Linked DNA regions of Mus musculus: region 2 is linked to region 1. Evidence: chromatin contacts called from public Hi-C data. All regions are on one chromosome and are shown on one strand. Each heading gives the region's core, a stretch centred on a gene start, on an enhancer-like site or on the middle of the called end of the contact. The rest is flanking DNA. Distances are from core to core; before and after follow the strand shown.

Evidence for each region. Hi-C and Micro-C count contacts between places; a contact is called where the count stands out from the background.
Region 2: a contact with region 1 is called in a Hi-C map of the G1E-ER4 cell line, with 6 times the contacts expected there. The contact joins two enhancer-like sites. A contact is called at or near these places in 3 of 484 Hi-C or Micro-C datasets (the G1E-ER4 cell line, cerebellar granule neurons and cerebellum) and 1 of 115 datasets of contacts at active chromatin or transcription factors (astrocytes).

Annotation. Positions count from the first base shown.
Region 1 is chr17:29,690,235-29,695,539 of GRCm38.p6, reverse strand. Cmtr1 (cap methyltransferase 1) reads right to left here. Exons shown (of 24, transcript NM_028791.6): 12 at 5,100-5,232; 13 at 4,116-4,295; 14 at 1,236-1,292; 15 at 698-755; 16 at 46-114. Gm28043 (predicted gene, 28043) reads right to left here. Exons shown (of 28, transcript NR_132314.1): 17 at 5,100-5,232; 18 at 4,116-4,295; 19 at 1,236-1,292; 20 at 698-755; 21 at 1-114. Among named protein-coding and RNA genes, the nearest start is that of Ccdc167, 24 kb to the left of the region's middle. Within about 2 kb of position 2,614, at least 19 of the 459 cell types and tissues checked have an H3K27ac peak or open chromatin away from gene starts, as enhancers often do. A contact at or near this core is called in the G1E-ER4 cell line, where this site is marked.
Region 2 is chr17:30,084,691-30,089,995 of GRCm38.p6, reverse strand. The region is part of intron 2 of Zfand3 (zinc finger, AN1-type domain 3); the gene reads right to left. Among named protein-coding and RNA genes, the nearest start is that of Zfand3, 82 kb to the right of the region's middle. Within about 2 kb of position 2,730, at least 9 of the 459 cell types and tissues checked have an H3K27ac peak or open chromatin away from gene starts, as enhancers often do. A contact at or near this core is called in the G1E-ER4 cell line, where this site is marked.

The sequences.
Region 1 (5,305 bases), core at 1,365-3,864:
CTAGAAAAAAGGCCGCTTATGTGTTGCCATATGAATCAGATTTACCTTGATTAGTTCAAAAAACTTGAATTTTGGGTCTGAAGAGGAAGGAGCAACTCGAGCCTGGTCTGGGATCTGGAAGGAGACAGCAAAGGGCTTTGTAAGTGTATGGGTGTGGTGCCTGCCTGTGTGTCTGTATACCACATGTGCCTGGTGCCTGCCGAGGCTAGAAGAGGGTGTCCAAGCTCCTGGACCTGGAGTTACAGGCAGTTGAGAGCTATCATGTGGGTTGCTGCAAACATGGGTCCTCTGGAAGAGCAGCCAGTGCTCTCTGCTGCTGAGCTGCCTCTCTGACTGTGGTTTCTAAGTACCTTGTGGACATATGTGTAAGGAGATGGATCCAGACTGGGGAAGAAGAAATGGCATACAAGCCTGGCAAGGGAGCTGGAGGTATAACGTTCACTCCCTGTCAAGCCACGACATCAATACAACCCACACCAAATCCTTTCCTCGCCACGCATATGGTGCCATCAGGGTAAAATGCAGCTTGCCCAGAACCTGTGTTCTTTTGACCCAGCTGCTGGCCAAGCTGTCAGAGAGCCAAAGAGGTAACTTGCAGCATGCTAAGGAGCTGGGCACCCTTTCAGGTGGGGAATAAAGGTGACAATCCCACTGTTAACTCCAGCTTCCTGGCCTGGAGGGACAATAGGCTGCTTACCTTCCACAGCTGGAGGCATTCTTTGCGGATCTCTGCCTGCCTAGGCTCACTCAGGGTCCTAGGGAACAAAAGCGGAGCCTTTTATGACCTAAAGGAGTACACCTGCGACAATGGACTAGCCTCTAGAGACAGCTCAGAACTTATAGACTGAAATCACTTCCCTTCCCACAGACTGTAGCCAGCACCACCAGGAGGCCAGCATCCCCTATACACGCCCTTCCCTCCACCCACCAGCACATTCTGATTTCTCCTTTGTTCTCAAAGAAGTGTCACTATGCTGATATTCCACAAGGCAAAAGGAACCCACAAGAGTGGCTTTAAATCACTGTTAAAGAAACAGGAGTTGACTGTCACCAGGCAGTGGTGGCACATGCCTTTAATGCCAGTGCTCAGGTGGCAGAGGCAGGCAGAGGATCTCTGAGTATGAGGACAGTCAGGGCTACACAGAAATCTGTCTCAAAAACCTGAAGGGAGGGAGGGAGAGAGGGAGGGAAGGAAGAAAGGAAAGAGAAAGAGCCGGTGGGCATGCAGCACTCACGTGTCCTGCACAAAGGCGTGGATCTTGGCCAGAGCTTTGATCTGTAGGCTGCAGTAGCTAGGAAAAAAGAAGACACACATCGACATCAGCACAGTAGCCAGAGCAGAAGCCACCGGAGTCGCGGTGAGGTAAGCGGGCCCACTCAGCAGTTCCGTGGGGCCCAAAGACAGCAGAAGAGAACTGAGTGGAACTCGGGAGACACTCAGACACAAGTCCTGCTGAGAAGGCTCTTCCCCTTCCCTTAAAGAACTGACTAAGGAACAACAAAGCCCATCCCCAGGACCTGAATAAACGCTGGACGAGCACGGGAACTCACCTGGAATCTCAGCACTCTGGAGGTGGCTGCCCACCTCCCCAAGCAAGCTGGCTTGCTAGACTAGGTGAGTTTGGTGAACTCTAGGGTCAAGTGAGAGATCCTCCCTTAATACATAAGGTGAAGAGCAACTGACAACCTGATGTCAACCTCTGGCCTCTTGAAAACAACCAGAGGAAACGACACATGATACACAAGAAGACAATGACAAGGCCAATGGTGGGAGCTGGAGTGGCTCTGTGGTTAAGGGCACCCACATCAAATGGCTCACAACCACCGGGAACTACAGCTGGTGGTGGGGGGAGGGCTTTCCAATGCCTCTGACTTCTATGGGCAATGGCACTCATGTGCACAGACACAAAACAAAAAGGAAAGAAAATAAATATTTTTAAAACCCAAGGGTGAGCTTCCCATCAGAAGAAAGGGAAGGAGGAAGTGTGGAATGGTCTAATTTAAAGTGGTCAAAGAAAAATTCCATATCCAATTCAAATGTTCCTCAAAAATAAAAGACGTGCTTTTCTGTGATATTTTATATGTTGTTTCTTGAGTTTCTTGAGTTTGGGTCTCACTATGTAGCCATGCCTGTCCGGGGAAGTACAGGAATCTCCTGCCTTGAGTGGTGGGGTTACTGGTGCACACCACGATGCCTAAAAAATGCAGTTTTAAATAAACAAAAGCCAGAGCTAGTGTCTCTAAAATGAAGTCTACAGGCTGAAACGGAATGATTGCAAATAGGAACTTGGTGCTCCAGGAAGGAAGCTAGAACTTTTGGAAGAGTCAGTGTGTCAGGAAATACCAAGGACAGAGAAGACACTGTGATCCTAGCACTCAGGATGATCACCGAGGCAGGAAGACAGCAAGTTCTAACCACCCAGAGCTACACAGAGCACGCAAACTAAGACTTTTTGGAAAGAAAATGAATCATTCACCAAAAAAAGAAGAAGAAGAAAAAAAGCCTAGTTGGATCTCATTATCAAAATTTTAAAGTTTGAGATAGCCAACCTGGAAAGGAAATAAAATTATCTCACTTCACAGATGACATGCCCCTGGAACAAGATAGAAAGCCTAGAAATAAATACTCATTTACTACTGTTTATTAGCATTGCTAATCAAGTAGCAAAAGAGTTTTGGAAAGTGTGCCAAGTCCATTTCATAAAGAAAGGACGGTCTGGAAGATCTGAAAAAAATTAATGCCATATCCAAAAAATAATTAAAAATAAAATATCTCAACACATGGGCAAAACTTATAAATTTACAAAAAAACACAGGGAGAGGCCTCATACTAGAAGTACAATAAGAAAATGAGTAAGCCAGACCACACTGATGTTACAAACTTCCGTACCAAGGACATAATACAGTGAAAAGAAAATACAGACCAGGAAACAGTATTTCACATTCAAGTCTAGTAAGAGATTAATGCCCAAAATACATGGAGAGCCTTTAATGCAGTACTTATTTAAAAGAACAAAAAAACTAAAACAAAAACAAAAAACTAACACTTAAAAAAAAAAAGTCGGGCTGGAGAGATGGCTCAGCGGTTAAGAGTACTGACTGCTCTTCCAGAGGTCCTGAGTTCAATTCCCAGCAACCACATGGTGGCTCACAACCTTCTGTAATGGGATCTGATGCCCTCTTCTGGTGGATCTGAAGACAACTATGGTGTACTCCTATACATTAAATAAATAAATAAATAAATAAATAAATAAATAAATAAATAAATAAATAAATATTAAAAAAAAAAGTCTGGCCGGGCGGTAGTGGCGCACGCCTTTAATCCCAGCACTTGGAAGGCAGAGGCAGGTGGATTTTTGAGTTCGAGGCCAGCCTGTTCTACAAAGTGAGTTCCAGGACAGCCAGGGCTATAGAGAAACCCTGTCTCGAAAAAAAACAAAACAAAACAAAAAAAGCCTGAAGAGGAGAAATGGCCAGAGAAATGGCTTACCAGTTAAGAATGTACATTGCACTAGAAAAACCAAAAAAGAAAAAAAAAAGTACATTTCAGTGGCCAAGTGGGGTGGTCCACACCTTTAATCCTAGTACTTGGGAGGCAGAAGCAAGTAACCTGGTCTACAGAACAAGTTCTAGGATAGGCAGGGCTACAAAGAAAAACCTGTTTTGTTTTGTTTTTTTGAGACAGGGTTTCTCTGTGTCTTGAAAAACCAAAAAACTCAAATTCAGCTCCTAGCACCAATGTGGGGTGTGGCTCACCCCTGCCTGTAACTCCAGTCCTGGGTGAGGGTGGAAGATTGGAAGGGGGTTATCAATTAAAGAAGGGGGAAACATAGCTTCCCAACACCCACCGAAGAACCCCTCAACTGACAAAGGTTTGGGCTCCTATAGAACATGCTCTACCCTTGCTTTTGCACGTAATCTCAAGGCACCAACCGCCACTTCTCTTCTCAGGCTCTCTTTTCCCCGTAAGTCCCAGACTCCTGTGGGCAGGACTCTGGAGCCAGGGACCCACCTGACTCCTTGGAACAGGACCAGCAGAGCAAACCCAGATAACAGAATGTTCTCTAGGTATCCTTAACACCCCAACAGTACCAGCAGACAGCCAGGTGGCTTACCTCTCATTAGAGCGTATCATGTAGTCATTAAATTCATGGTCTCCTTTGATCACCATCAAGGGAACTACCAGGTTGACATCAGACTCAGTGTTCCGAAGCTGGTTGAGTTTAATATTCACGGAGAAGAGGTATTCCCGAACATCATCTATGCCCACCTTCAGCCCTTTGCACACCACATACCTGCAGGAGATACCCTGTCACGCCAAGGAGCAAGAGCCTTCTCCCCGCCCATTCCTTCACCCTGCTGCTGGAGTCACTGAGCTAAACAGTCTTTCTAGTCAACCTTAAGCCTGAGTTCAAAGGGCAACACAAACTGTGCCTTAAAAAATGTTACCTCAAGTCCCTCCTTTTCATACAAATTGGTGGCATATGCCTTAAATCCTCCTTGGGAGGCACAGGCAATCGGATTATCTTATTTATGCTCAAGGCCAGCCTGATCTATGTAGTAGGTTCCAGGCCAGCCAGGGCTATACTGTAAAACCCTATCTCAAAATAAAATATATAAGATCTTTTCTTTATATGTGAGACTGTATGTCCATCTAAGAGGTGTTCCCCACTGTCCTGTACCAACAGACATGACTTGGAGAGGCTGTTAACAGACGTAGTGGATCAAGGTCTCCAGCGAAGGCTGCACTTTAACAGGCTACCTGATAATTCGGATCGATCAGCCTTGTTTTCTCTTAATGTTGTCTGTGGGCACCAGATGCCTGCATACTTCTGTATGACAACCCCTTTGCCTATTGCCAACCTAAACCCTCTCTTAATAGTCACATTCTTCATGGACCAACATGAGAATCCCAGATGCAAGCATGGTAAACACAGCTGTGGAGGTGGCACCATTCAAGACCAAGGACCCTGTCTTCTACTGGAGAATCACGTCTCCAAAGTCAAGGTTCCTAACAGTTTGAGAGTTCATGCCAGACAAAAGCACAGGGTTTGCGGCTGATGGCTGACTAGCCAGATATGACAGAGAGGAAGTCTTACCGCTCTGAATTGGCAGGCCTGCTGGTGATAGGCTTGAAGAGACACACGCGTTCAAAGCAGCAGTACAGGAGGTAAATGAGGCCCACACTGAACGGTGTAAAAAGGTCAAAGGTTTTGCAGACAAAGTGGCCTCCTGGATTGGAGACAAAATGCCCAGGGCAATCAGTGGCTACTGCAGGATGTGGGGGAGTTCACCTCAGACAGTA
Region 2 (5,305 bases), core at 1,481-3,980, 390 kb before region 1:
AGAAACCCAAGGTTCACAATCACATTCATATTCTACAAGAACTGGTATCTATAGAAACAGAATATAATGAAATCAAATTTTCCTTTAAGGGCAGTGGTGGCACACACCTTTAATCCCAGCACTTGGGAGGCAGAGGGAGGCAGATTTCTGAGTTCAAGGCCAGCCTGGTCTACAAAGTGAGTTCCAGGACAGCCAGGACTACACAGAGAAACCCTGTCTAGAAAAAAAACAAAAAACAGACAAACAAAACCAATAATAATAATAATTTAAAAAAAGAGCAGCAAAATTTCCTTTAAGCTTTTTAATAAAAGTGTGTGGATTGTGGGGGTCCTTTAGTCTGACAAACCACAGATCAAAAAGGAAAAAGTAATACAGAACCTAGCATGACGGGATTAGAGGTTGAGAGTCTAGTAAGCAGAGAGAAAAGATCCCATTGCCTAGCAGAATTTACACCCTGTAATTGAGATTCAATCACCTCTGTGCACACAGGGGTCTTTATGATGAAGACACAACACTTCCAGCAAGAAAGAAGCACATATAGAACAAGCACAATCAACACTGCATCATCACCAGATGACAGTGTTCAAAGAAAAACACCAGCCGAGTGTGGTGGTGCGCACCTTTAGTCCCAGCACTCGGGACGCAGAGGCAGGCGGATTTCTGAGTTTGAGGCCAGCCTGGTCTACAGAGTGAGTTCCAGGACAGCCAGGGCTACACAGAGGAACCTTGTCTCGAAAAACAAAGAGGAAGGAAGGAAGGAAGGAAGGAAGGAAGGAAGGAAGGAAGGAAGGAAGGAAGGAAGGAAGGAAGGAGACAGACAGAGAGAGAAGAGAAAGAGAGAGAAGAGAAAGAGAGAAAGAGAGAAAGAGAGAGAGAAGAGAAAGAGAGAGAAGAGAAAGAGAGAGAGAAGAGAAAGAGAGAAAGAAAGAAAGAAAGAAAGAAAGAAAGAAAGAAAGAAAGAAAGAAAGAAAGAAAGAAAGAAAGAGAGAGACACAGAGACAGAGACACCATGAAGATAGAATACCTTCAAGTAGTGAATACATTGTCTGATATTGGCAAAACCACGACTTCTGAAAATTGGGGAAAGGATTGAGGGACCAAAAGGAGAGACACCACAGAAAGACCAACAGAGTCAACTAATTTGGACCCTTGAGTGCTCCCAGAGACTGAATCACCAACTGAAGATGGAGCACAGGCAGGACCTACGTCCCCTGCACATATGTAGCAGATGAGCAACTTGGTCTTCATGTGGGTCCCCCAACAACTGTAGCAGGGGCTGTCCCTAAGCCTGTTGTCTACATGTTTGCCTGTGGATCCCATGCCCCTAAATAGAAGCCTTGTCTGGCCTCAGTGGGAGAAGATGTGACACAGCAACTTGTTGGGGGGAAGGAGGAGGGACAGGGAGTGCAGAAGTGACATCCAGAGCCCAGAGGGGGAGTTCCCCTTCTCAAAACACAAGGGGAACGTGGGATGGAGGGAGGACTTGCGTGAGGGATGCTGGGAGCAGTGGATTTTAAACTGAATAAAAACATTTTTTTAAAAAATGAAATTTGGGGGCTGGAGAGATGGCTCAGCAGTTAACATCACTGACAGTTCTTCCAGAGGTCCTGAGTTCAAATCCCAGCAACCACATGGTGGCTCACAACCATCTGTAATGAGATCTGATGGCCTCTTCTGGTGTGTCTGAAGAGAGCAATAGTGTACTCATATACATAAAATAAATATATCTTTTTAAAAAACTCAAAATTTATCTTTTCTGTGAGTGCTGCTATGTATAAACTAGGATAATTTTTGATACTCTAACTTTTTGACATTTTAATTAGCTTTTGTTTCTCATTTTACTACCAATTACTTTATGTTTTACTCACTAAGTTTTTTATAATCAAATTTCATTCAAAGAAGACTTGCTTTATTCTTCCTTGTGTTCCCTAGCACCAGGTCCAGGACATACTATACATTCAACAAATATATATCAACTGGATTCCTTAATCATTTAATTCCCTCGCTGTTACAGCATAGAAAAATGTGACTAACAATTATCGCTGAGCACTACTAAAGACATTTTCCAAAATATAATCTTATTTTTCTTTTTTTTTCTAAGATTTATTTATTATTATACATAAGTACACTGCAGCTGTCTTCAGATGTGCCAGAAAAGGGCATCAGATCTCATTATGGGTGGTTGTGAGCCACCATGTGGTTGCTGGGATTTGAACTCAGGACCTTTGGAAGAGCGGTCAAGTGCTCCTATCCGTTGAGCAATCTCACCAGCCCCATAATCTTATTTTTCTTCTAGAACCTTTCATTAATACAAACCCAATATGGTGTGCATAAGAAATCCAGGGCCTATACGGTCTGAACAGGAGACAGGCCTAAGCCAAGGAACTTGAGACAAGTGTAGCCAATAGAGATCTCTCTCTTTTCCTCAAAAGAAAGAAAGAGGGGAGAGTGAGAAGGGGAGGGGAAAAAGAAAAGGAAAATCAAATTACATAATTATAAAAAACAAACAGCATGGGCTGCTAAGGGCAGAGCAGGCTGAAGACTTACTGGCTGAAAACAGGATGCTCTCCTAAAATACCTGTCCCTACATTATTACAGTCAGAGAGAGACTGTCAAACAAGGTACAGTTCCCTCCATATACAACAGAGGTTACTGTATTTCTACTCAGGTCACCTCAAGAGGTTGGGGACTATTGATAAAATCTGACTAGAGGGGCTGCAGAGATGACTCTATGGTTTAAGAGTTTGGCCCCCACTACTCACACAGTAGCTTACAACCATTTCTAACTCTAGTTCCAGAAGATTCTGGCACCCTCTTCTGACTTTCATAGTCGCCAGGCATGGCGCATATACATACACGCAGGCAAAGCAGTCAGGGGGTGGGGGTGGGGAGACAGAGATGGAGAGACAGACAGACAGACACACACACGGGGGGGGGGGGGGGGGGCTGACTAGAGTCAACAGCTACATGCTGCACCCACAGAACTAACCGCCTCACAAGGCATCTCCATCCTTGTGAGGACATCATCTCCCACTGGCTCTCCACTGATCCGACAGCTGTCTATCACCACTGATAAGCGGAACCAGGGGACCAACTGGAGATCAATGACATCCTAGATCTCGGACCACCCCTTCGCTGCTGAGATAACAACATCTACCAGCCATCCGAAATTTGTGAACCCTGCTTCACATTTGGCTACTAAAGATAAATATTTACTAGCCACAGAACTGCACTTGCAAAAGTCTGGCATGGCACTATAGGCTCCTGGTAAATCTTCATTGTTGAAATTACTCTAGGGAGCCACAAGGTACAACAAACTGCTTAATCCATTCTGATTTGTACCTAAGCAGCTGTGCTTTATTGATGAAAATTGTAAGGTTAGAGTTACAAATCACATATTTACTATTATAAAGGCATCTACAATGTATTTGATAAATATAGACACCCTGAAAAAGTTAAAAAAAAAAAAAAAAAGCACTCCATCCTGCCAAGCACACAACGTCAAAACAGTGAAGAATGTTAACACTCCAACTCATAATTAGTCATTCTGTTGCTGGAGGTTAGTGACAGGCAATTTCTGGGGGAAAAGTAATGTCTGAGGATAGAATAAGCAGCCCCTCTCCATCACAGAAGTGGCTACTTAACTGCTTCTGCCTGCTCATAAATATTTTCATTCACACACAAACACAAGGTGGTCTACTAACATGGTTTGAGTAGAAGCTCCTGAAGGAAAGATAAAGGAAGTTCCTTGCTCAACCACGGGAGCAGACCTCCAAACACAAAGCAGGACTTTTCCAATATCGTAAAATTCCAATGTGGGACCATAACATCCCCAGCATCACTTTCTAGGATCACAACACTGTAAAGACCATGTGGCTTTTTATCTGACAGAATGAACAAATGAACGCACACCTACACACCATGAGCTGTCAACTGAGCCACAAGCACCCAATCCTAGGAAGTACAAATAAAAAGTCAAGAAGTCAAACTGTCTTTCTGACTCAAGGATATGACTACCCTATTTCAATGGAAGTTAATAATGAATTTATCTTTACTGGTGACATTCCATCTTTTAAAAAGTATTGTCAGTTTCTTAACAAGAATAAAAATATCACAGGTCAAAAGAACACAGTTATGTGATAAGTATATAGTTAAACTAGTCATTATTTTATAAAAATTTTGATTTTTCAAGTGTGAAAATGGTTTAAATCTTTTTTAAAACAAATGCAAATGTAATTAAATGTAATTAAAAGGAAGCTAGCTCTTCAAGACCTAGGTTCAAGTCCCAGTAACCATATGGTAGCTAACAACCATCTGTGACATCAGACACCCTTTCCTGGGTAGCACCAAGCACACAGGTATTACAGCAAAAATAATTTATAAAAACATGCAGAAAAGCACAAAGTCCCAAAGAAGACTGTTTATTTATGCTCAATATGCAGGACCCAAGAGTCAATAACACAGAGCAGATACTCAATAAGTGCAGGAATAGAGAGAAGGAAGAGCTACGCATCTAAACAGAGGCCGAATCCTAAATGAGCAAGAGGAAGAACGTGTCAGAACTACAGAAACAAATCAATATTTAATATTAAATATTTGTCTATCTCTGAATGAAGGCTGGTTTCAAAAGAGACAAGGAGCTGAGGGGAAAAAATACTTAGAAGGTAGTATATTTTTATTTATTTAAAAAATACTATAAACAAATACTTTATTGAGAGAAAAAGAACAGCCTAAATTACATGAAGAAAAACAATGCAGCATGTCAGAAACAGAGACACAATGAGCATGTTTCAGAGCAGTAGCATTTCTGCAGAGGGAGGAAGATGTCAGAACTTGCAACAGATGCAACGAGAAGCCACAGGAGGGACAAAGTTGGGCAGGAATAGAAGACAAAGAAGGTCAAACTGGAGATACGCACTGAGTATGCTTCCACAGCTTCCTAGGAGAGCAGCATTCGAGTTCACACTCAGTGACAGAGAAGCCTATGTGCTCTCACAGTTAAGAGGAAAAGCATCAATCACACGGACCAATGTGGCAATGCTGCAGCTGTGTGAGGGCAAAACAATGCTACCTTGAGAACTTGGACTCTAGAGTTTCTACATTTTAGCAATATGAGTATTTTCATCTAATATGACATTAACACTTGACAGAAAATTAACTCAGTCTATTTCTCCAACCAGTAGTTTTCAAACTAACACTGTAGACTGGATAGATACCTCTTATCTTTATATTCCCTGTACCCTGAGCATGTAGTAAACTCTACAAAACAATCTTTTCATTGACACAGCTATGAGTTAGGCTTCTT